3 separate regions of the Mus musculus genome follow, and regions 1 and 2 are each linked to region 3. A link is a contact called in public HiChIP or PLAC-seq data. All regions are on one chromosome and are shown on one strand. The core of a region is the stretch at or near the end of the contact, and the rest is flanking DNA. Distances in the headings are between cores, read along the strand shown. Region 1 overlaps Ppt1 (palmitoyl-protein thioesterase 1). Region 2 holds the start of Mfsd2a (major facilitator superfamily domain containing 2A). Region 3 holds the start of Zmpste24 (zinc metallopeptidase, STE24).

Evidence for each region. HiChIP or PLAC-seq counts read pairs in DNA pulled down with a chosen protein or histone mark.
Region 1: an H3K27ac HiChIP or PLAC-seq map of large pre-B cells shows a contact between it and region 3, with 6 times the contacts expected there. The contact joins the enhancer-like site here to the promoter of Zmpste24 in region 3. A contact is called at or near these places in 10 of 39 promoter capture datasets (the 3T3-L1 cell line, cranial neural crest, embryonic stem cells and 6 more), 2 of 484 Hi-C or Micro-C datasets (embryonic stem cells and nephron progenitors) and 1 of 115 datasets of contacts at active chromatin or transcription factors (large pre-B cells).
Region 2: an H3K4me3 HiChIP or PLAC-seq map of stem cell-derived neural progenitor cells shows a contact between it and region 3, with 9 times the contacts expected there. The contact joins the promoter of Mfsd2a here to the promoter of Zmpste24 in region 3. A contact is called at or near these places in 11 of 39 promoter capture datasets (the C10 cell line, cranial neural crest, embryonic stem cells and 6 more) and 3 of 115 datasets of contacts at active chromatin or transcription factors (astrocytes, stem cell-derived neural progenitor cells and trophoblast stem cells).

What each region holds. Positions count from the first base shown.
Region 1 is chr4:122,853,620-122,856,440 of GRCm38.p6, reverse strand. Ppt1 (palmitoyl-protein thioesterase 1) reads right to left here. Exons shown (of 9, transcript NM_008917.3): 6 at 2,760-2,821; 7 at 1,963-2,061; 8 at 564-635. Among named protein-coding and RNA genes, the nearest start is that of Ppt1, 19 kb to the right of the region's middle. Within about 2 kb of position 1,445, at least 85 of the 459 cell types and tissues checked have an H3K27ac peak or open chromatin away from gene starts, as enhancers often do. A contact at or near this core is called in hematopoietic stem and progenitor cells, where this site is marked.
Region 2 is chr4:122,959,547-122,962,529 of GRCm38.p6, reverse strand. It overlaps Mfsd2a (major facilitator superfamily domain containing 2A), which reads left to right and starts at 1,342. Exons shown (of 14, transcript NM_029662.2): 1 at 1,342-1,589. The coding sequence starts at 1,497.
Region 3 is chr4:121,096,930-121,100,021 of GRCm38.p6, reverse strand. Zmpste24 (zinc metallopeptidase, STE24) reads left to right here and starts at 1,812. Exons shown (of 10, transcript NM_172700.3): 1 at 1,812-2,145. The coding sequence starts at 2,023.

The DNA.
Region 1 (2,821 bases), core at 196-2,695, 1.8 Mb before region 3:
GAGATACAGGACCTACTGCTAGACAGGATGCCTGACAGCCCCCGTTGAGAGACTGGCGAAGGAGTTTCCCCTTGTCAATGCAGATTGACAGGTTTACTCTTGGTGCTGGGGCACAAACCCCAGTCATCCTGTATGCTAAGCTCATTTCTACCACTGAGGCATACCCTTAGACTGCCAGAATCCACACCTCATGGCTGCCATGACATAAAACCTCGCCCATGTCTGCATTTACTTAGGGGCTTCTGGGAGTTGTAGTAAACAACTCGCAAGGGAAGCTAGTTCCAAACCTTTTCTTCCAAAGTAAAACCTCAGAGTTGATGTTTCTCTTGTGTGTTTAAAAACCATGAGCAAGAGGTCTTAGGATCTAGTACCTATGTAGAAATCAGCACCCAGGAAGTTGGTGTGAAAACAGCCTACTATGACCTTAGTTAGACAGCTTGTAAGCTCTTAGTGCTCTAGGACAGACAAGGCAGGAGTCTAGCTCCATGAAACACAGCAGCTCCAGGAACCAGGGTGGAGAGAAATAGTTTCAACCTCCCACAGCAGATCTGTCCCTCCGTTACCTCTGTGTATAGAGTGCTCTCCTGGAGGGGAATGGTTTCCTTAGCTTGGCCACTTCTGTAAAATCCAAACCACTTCAGGAGAGAAGGAAGAAAGCCAGGTCAGATCATGCACCCAGCACACTTGCAAAAATCATTTGAGGCTAGCTAGTACCTAAAACTACCAGCAAAATGAACATTGTAATAGATCTGACAGCAAGCAAGAAGGAAGAATGGGAAGGGGGTTTTTGGTTTAGGTGACCTGGAACTCACTTGTGTAGCCTAGGTTGGTTTTGACCTCGCAGGCTATCTGTCTGAGCCTCTTGAATGCTAGAGCTATAGGCATGTGTCATCATGCATAACATAAAGATGTGTCTTGAGTTAGCTCATTTTAAAGGTCAATCCCAAGGGATGAGCTAATCCTAAAATTTTCCATATCTCTGGAACTTGTGTTTCCTTCCTTGAGTGTATCAGCCCTGAAAGTCCCTGTGCTGCCCCAATCATTCAAGGGTGAATACACAAGCCCCCTTCCCATGAAGCCTCCTAGTCTAGAAGGCACAGAACCAATTCATTGTATAGCACTGGGTCAGTAGACTTCTGTTGAGGCCAGATTATATCAACATGGTTGTGGCTACTCACTTGCCACCATGACACAAAAGGAGCAACAGAGTGTGTGAGAAGAGAGTAGGGCTTTTCTAATGAAAGGCTTGTATAGACATGGAAATTTGGCTTTCAAATAGTGTTCACAGATAAAATATTGTAAATGTTTTCTCTATATATGTAGAAATTCTGAGCTCACAGGCCATTCAAAAATATAGTGAAATTTGGCCCCTAGGCTGCCTTCCCCTCTTCCCCTGTGATCTGACAGTGTGGACAGAGCTTCAGTTTGTGGCTTCAAATGCAGAAGCAGCTGGCGGTTTCTCACACCTGTCATCCTGGCACTCAAGAGGGTGAGAAGGATCACTTTGGGTTCAAGGCTAGACCAAACTACGAGGACCCTTCCAAAAGGAGGGAACCAAAATCTGGGAGTAGGGATGGTGTCCTAGAGGAACGATGTATGTGGCCTGAACAAAGAACAGGAGTAGTCGGATGGAGAAGCCAGGGAGAAGCTCTCAAAAGACAAGGCATGTGAGAGAGGCTTAAGACATTCCAAGTACTAAAATAGAGGTGACGAAGCTGGAAAGATTGGTCATTCTGAATCAAGGCAGGCCCATAAGCCCTTCCTCCACAGAATGTAACCACATAACTTTTTCATAAATTTCTCGGTACAACTAGGGGATTGCAGCCGATTTGGTATCTCATTTATGGGACACCTTGTTCACAGGTGAAGGCTGGCTGTGAGACCAGGTTTTGCCCACAAAGCAGCTATGGTCAGAATCATTGACCTCCTACAATCTCTTGGTACTCTGTGGACATGTCTCACCTCAGAGTCGACAGGGTCCACAATGGAATCATTAAAGAATTTCACCATCACAAACTTCTTGAGGGCCATCAGGTTCTTCTTGTAGGACTCATTGACACACTGGAATTAGAGGGGACAGTCATGCAGGGTCACTATTGTCAAGTTCAGCCTTTCCTTAAAACCTGTCTGACTGGCATGTCATCAGCCATGGGCTGGGTTCTGTCCACTCTCTCTCTATATACCTTACTCATTTAGGTCATAGGCTTCAAACATGACAAAATAAGAAGAATTCTGGGTGGCGCTGGCATTTGATTCTGTCCTTTGTTCTGTTTGTTATCTGCTTCAACTTTTTTTTTTTTTTGCTTAAAACAACAAACACCCTCAAGCTGGCCATCATATAAAATGAACCGTTAAGTTTACCAGAATGTCCCAAACCATGCTCATGCCTGGGCACAGTCTATGCCCTTCCCTGAGTCTCTCAAGTAAGTCTTTTCTGAGAAAACCCGCTCTAAAGGGCCCCACCTGGAAGAATGTCGTTTGTGAAGACAGCAGCTGTAAATTTCCACATTGCCCAGCTTGCCACCTATTGTAATATGTCAACATAAAGGAAGGGGGGGGGGACTTCAGGGAGGAGGAGAGTCAGATGAGTTCCAGCCCAGCCACCCTGAAAGGAACTGAAACTCAGTGAGCACTGCCACACACAAACAAAACCCATGGTTCCTGGCTTCTGCTCAGGGTATTTTTTTGTAACTAGCCACTGCTGATTTCTGATGGCCAGAAAGGAAGGTCTAGCCATGGGAGCCTATTTGGGCTCTTACCCTCTCTTGATTTATGTCTGCCAAGAAGATGCTGTAGTTTCGGTACACACTCTCCTTGATAG
Region 2 (2,983 bases), core at 93-2,592, 1.9 Mb before region 3:
CTATAGTATGGAAGAGAGAGAGGGCAGTGTGACAGTGGGGACAACAGGCCTTCTTACAGTCTTCACTATTTCCCTTGGCTTGTTTCTGGACAGTGATGTGCCAGGGCACACAAGGGTGCTGTGGCCATTGTGGAGGAGTCAGATCTCAATAGCTCTTCCCTGCAATCTGAACTAAGAGGAGGGGAAAAAAAAAAAGCTTGACACTGAGAAACACAGGTCCTGTGTGAGCGGTCTCTGAGAGTCTAAGCAGTAACTTCACTGAAGAGGGAGAGCTGGACTTGACCCAGGCTCCTGGGGATCTGTGAAGGCTGGAGTGCCATTAGCAGAGGTGGAAGGAAAGGCAGCAAAGACCGTTCTCTGCTGGCACCTATGCCTGGCCTCTGTTTAGATGATGACGGTCCTCCCTTCTTTCAAGGACCACATTCCTCTGCATGCTCTTTCTCAAAGCTTTTCTTTTCTCTTCTCTCTTTTCTTTTCTTTTCTTTTCTTTTCTTTTCTTTTCTTTTCTTTTCTTTTCTTTTCTTTTCTTTTCTTTTCGACACAGAGGGCTGCTGGCGTCTTGTATCTCCCAGGGCTTCCTGTCTGGGAGCACAGACATAGCTCAGCCTTCTGTAATTTATGCTGAGGGGCAGAGCAGGAGAGTTATGAGTAAAGACTTTGGAACTGGACAAAACCTTTCTGGCCTGTCTGTGTCGCAACAGCTGTTCTTCTTGTGTCCCCCTTTCCTGGGTTGTAAAATGGGGATAATAATAGTACCACCCTCAGATGGCGTTCATAAGCACCCAGTGAGGTCATGTTAAGCCTGTTAGAAAGCTACCCATAAACGGCTGCTGTGGCCATGGCTCCTTCTTAGAACTTGCGAGTTCCCCTGCCTGGAAGCGGTAGCCACTGGACTTGGTAATTTTTCTGTCCCATTGAAAAAGGCCCCTACTTTTCAAAGGGAGGAAGAGGAAATTGTCGATCTTGAGACACGAGGGACATTGATAATGAAAGTTACAGCCCATGGCCTCAGGTTTGGGGGAGGGGAGAAGCCACCTGACTCCGGATTTTAAAAGGAGCTGATGGGGATTCAGAAGTCAAGGGCCACAGGCTCTACTCAGGGAAAACTCACTCTGGGGGACCTCGGACAGGTCACTTTCAGCCTGGGACTTCAGTTTCCTCGGGCGAGTCAGGTGGGTTTCTCAGCTTTGCTTAGGTAGTTAGGAGCACGCGGTGTGGGTTGCCGGCTTTGAGAACGTGGCTGAGCAGCGAGGCTCCGCCAGCCGAGATGGGCAGGCGCGTGCAGGGATTGGCTGGAGGCGCAGGCCCGAACCTTTAAGAGGCGCGGAGGGGACGTGCTAGGGAGTTTTCATCGCCGGCGTTCCTGGTTTGCTAAGTGCTAGCGAACGTAGTAGTGGCTGGGGCTGCGCCTAGGATCGGAGCCACAGGCGAGTGCCGGCCGGCAGAACACAAGAGCATCCCGGCGTCCCGGTCCCACGCGGCGTGGCCCGCGGGTCATGGCCAAAGGAGAAGGCGCCGAGAGCGGTTCCGCGGCGGGGCTGCTCCCCACCAGCATCCTCCAAGCCAGTGAACGGCCGGTCCAGGTGAAGGTGAGGTCCCGAGAGGAGGGCAAGGGGTGGTGGGCCGGCCGGGATGTGGGTATAGGGGCGTCGGAGACTAGGTCTGGCCTTGGGACACTTGGCGGTAACAGGGTACAGCGAAGCTTGAAAAAAGCAAGGAGTGCTCTGGGACCGGGAGTGATGGAGAAAGTCTGAAGCCCCTTTGCACACCCCTACAATGGGTTTGCGCCAAGAGAGGCGCCGGCAACTCTACGCGGCGTGGGGCTCTCCCCAGCGCTCTAGGTTCTACTGTGCTGAGCCACACTAGTTTCTCTCCCTAGACCTGAAGAGACCCCAGAAGTCTGAGAGTCCCTTTGGTTCTCCATCTCTCACCACCCCCCACTCTCGTGCTTTAACTCTGAGGAGGGCCACTCAAGTTCATTCATAAGAACAAGGGCTTTGCTCTTAAAGGAGCCGCATACCGAAAGCGTTTGTGTGACTGAGGGTTCACATGCACAGAGCTCCGCGTGTCTCGACATCCTCTCTCTCCGATCCGTTCTAACTCTTTGGATCTATTTAACCACACCATGAAACCATGCGGCCCCAGGAAAGGAATCTCTCACAATATAGCTAATTGGGAGGTGCTTAACTTTTCCTTTTAATTTTATTAACTGTTCTTGGAAGAAACGAGTAAGCAATTATGCTGTTACCATGTATGAGTAATCTCTACTTTCCCTGGGCAACCTCAGCCTCCCCTAGTGCTCCACCCGGAGAGGGCTGAGCCCTGCACCTGGAGCCCTTTTTACCCCTCTCCAAGGTCCCCTAGGAGCTGGAAAGGGTGCGTGTTAGGCAGATGGATGGTAGGACTGCTCAAGGGTTTGCCTGGAGCTGAAGACTCCCTACAGGGGCCCGGGAACTTTGGGACAGATTGAAAGAACAGCTGAGGATGCAGCGGGCTGGGCGCCCCCCCCCCTTCTGGTGCACTCATCCAGGACGCAGGTGGATCCTAGCTGCTGCGGGGCGTCAGGGAGGGAGCCTGGGCTGGGCTCAGGGAACTTTTGGCAGCAAGAGGATTTTCAGGTTGTGGCAGCTAGTGCCAGGTAGGGACAGGCCCATTGCTACCGCATGCTCTTTCTGGGTAACTTGGAAAGGAGCTGAGGGCCTGGGAGAAGATTTTATTTATTTATTTATTTATTTATTCATTTATTTTCTTACTTATTTGAGACAGGTTTCTCTTTGTATCCCTGGCTGACCTGGAATTAGCTCTGTAGACCAGGTTGGCCTCAGACTTTACAGATCTGCTGGGCTCTGCCTCCCAAGTGTTGGTGCCACTACACCTGATCTGGGAGATCTTTAAAGATGGAAGGTGATAGATTTCCTCAGAGTCTGGGGGTGGAGGGATAAGTCTGGGTTTAAGGGCAACTTCCTGTGGGGTTGGGGAAGTG
Region 3 (3,092 bases), core at 563-3,062:
GGCAGATGGACTGGACTCACTATCCCTCTTTTTGTAATCTTAGATATGTACATGTTACTGTAGATACTTGCTGCTTCACTGTATATGCTGTGGCCTCAATGGGAGAAAAAGCTTCCCACACCATCAAGGCTATGGAATCTGCTATGTTGGTTATGGGAGTGCCTTGGGTTTTGAAGACAGATAATGACCCTCCCTATGCATCTCAACAATTCAATGAGTTTGATGCCTCATGGAAGATTAACCACACTTTTAGGATTCCTTATAACCCTCAAGGTCAGAGGATAGTAGAAAGGTCCACTCAGACTCTAAAGGACTTGCTGACTCAGTTTACCTCCCCTGAATCCAAACATGACCTTCCCCTGGCCCTGGCAGAGGCCCATTTTCACCTAAACTTCCTCACCTTTGATCAGGGATTAAGCCCTACCTATAAACATTGGGCTTACCTACCTAGGAATACCACTCTTCCATTGGTACAATGGAGAGAGTCCCTAACATCACAGTGGCATCCACCCTTTGTTGACACAAGGGCTAGGCTATGCTTGTGTTTTTCCACAGGACTCTACAACACCATGATGGGTGCCAGTACAAAACATCCAACCAGCCATGGAAAAGGAGGACAGGGACGAAGCCTCCTCTCTGAAGACCTTCTACCTGAGGAAATGGCACTTGTTAGAGCTATGTCTCTACTTGCCTGTGATCCCTGTTTTCATGCCATTTGCCTTACACCCAATCAAGTACAAAATATTTCCCAGGCCCATGAACAAAACTCAAAGTTCAGCTAACAGTTCAATCAGTAATTTTGCTGAAAGCAAAAAATCCCCCAAAAGAACTTTTGGTTGCCAAAGAATCTGTGATCCTATATTGAAGTAATTCACTTTGTCAAGTAACTTCTACTGATTACGCTCATGCAGATAAATTTAGTCATGGTTGAGAAATTTGAAACCTTAATCTCAACATCTTTAGCATCACAATCTCACCATATTTTAAATTGGAGCTACATATTTTAATTGGAGCTAAAGATTTCGCAATTCACTATAAATAATGTTTATACAAAGTGCTATTAGTTCATAGAAACTATTAATTAAATAACATTTACTTTGTGGTCAGAAAAATTCTGGCTTCACGTTTCAAGTAAAGTCAAAGTAGTAACAGGGGCCATAGTGACCCTATTTCATTGTTGAATTCCAAGGCAAAGGTACTGAGCTGTGATGGTGTGTGGTGATGTGTGGTGGTGGTGGTAGTGGTGGTGGTGGTAGTGTGTGTCTGAAACAAGGTCTTGCTAGGCTTAAAGGCAGTGGCTACCAAGCCTGCCTGTTTGAGGTTAGAAATGCAGTCCCAGGACTCACAGGTAAATGCCTCTTCTGACTTCACTTGGGGAGGATGAGATGAAATGTGTAAATGAAAATCCTAATCACTAGAGTCATTTTCATCTCTAATATTCCCAAAACCAGAACTTTCGAAGACAAGCCAAACAACCCCAAATGCCTCGTTTGGTTAGTTATCCTGGAGATGCACATCTAACCTTTGAACGGCACTAAATAGAAGGAAGGAAAAGTTTTAGAGCCTCTCTCATCCTTCCCAGCTACTTCTAGAGGGAATATTTCTATGACCCGGCTTATCCGGTCCGGTTAAGCACCGGGGTCCATTGCCCTCTCTGGTAACCCGCCAAAGCAAAGGAGAGGCGGCGACCACACTGACGTTCCCAGGAAGAAGGCCGGAACCTTTGAATTGGATCCCTGCACACAGAATCCGGAGGGATATTTCAGGTGCACCGCTGCTCATTCTTCAGGCGGAAGTGAGGAAGGTGGGGCGTCTTATTCTAGCAGAAATAAGTAGGTCCTTGAAGAGTAAGGCTGGAGGGAATCGTGTCTTTGTGACACTTCTGGCAAAGCTGAGGGAATGGGCGTCTGAAGAAGCCCTCGGAAGGGACCCGTATTGTTGTGACACCGCTGGCACTCTCCGAGGGACGCGTGTCGCTGAGGCACCGGTGCACGCTAAAGGAGCGGGTGAGATAGGGTGACGATGGGGATGTGGGCATCGGTGGACGCTATGTGGGACTTCCCTGCGGAGAAGCGAATCTTCGGGGCGGTGTTGCTCTTTTCCTGGACGGTGTATCTTTGGGAGACCTTCCTAGCACAGCGGCAGGTGAGCATTGACGTGTCTCCCCCGGCTGAGCCCCTGGACAGCCTTAGGCCAGCCCGAGCCTCTACCCAAGCCCCTTAGTGTTTGCCCGGATGTAGCAAACCGTAACCCCCGGTGAGCTTCCTAACTTTTCCTAATGGTGACTGCCGCTTTGAGGAGTTTTTGGAAAGGCAGAAGTTGTTTGCAACGTTGTAATGGGACCCAAGCCTGTAAGCGGCTAATGAAAGGGAAGAACTGCCCTACCGCCAAACTTGAGCATGTCTATGCCTGCTTTACAGCGTCTTAAGAATCTTTGGACCGGGACTTGACCAAGCCTCGTTGGTATAGGCTTTCTAAGTGGAGGTGCTAAATTTGTAGAATAATAACTTCCCATGATATTGATGTTACCATGCTCAACCTCACTTTGCAACCGTTCCAAAGACTCGCACGCCGTTTGAAAATCCTCATTAGAGCAAATGTTGTTTGGGGCCACAATGTGTGTGTGTTTCATTAAAATTTCTCTTTGGGTTTTTTGTTTAAAACGTTAAATAGTGCAGTAGAAAAGCTAACAGTTTTCCATGGAGATAGCCATAATTAACAGTTTAATTCGAAATGTGAACGTTTTAGTGAGATGGACTTTGAAACAACAAAACAAGTTATCTGCAACATTATAATGGGTCCCAAGCCTGTTGGTGTCTAATAAAAGGAAAGGACAGCCCTGCCGTCAAACTTATGCAGGTCTATGCCTGCTCTGCAGTGTCTAAGTTTGGACAACACTCGTCTGTGTCGTCCTTGAGAACCTTCCCCTTTAACTGCTGGACCTATTTCTTGAGCTCTGCAGTCCTTTTCGTCTGCAGTTTTCTTCTAACTTACACTGTATGTGAGTTTCTTTGCCAGGCAAGTGCTCTCCCACTGAACTACATTTCCCAGCCCTTCGTGACTCTCCGGATTGCAAGTTTGAAATTTTTTTT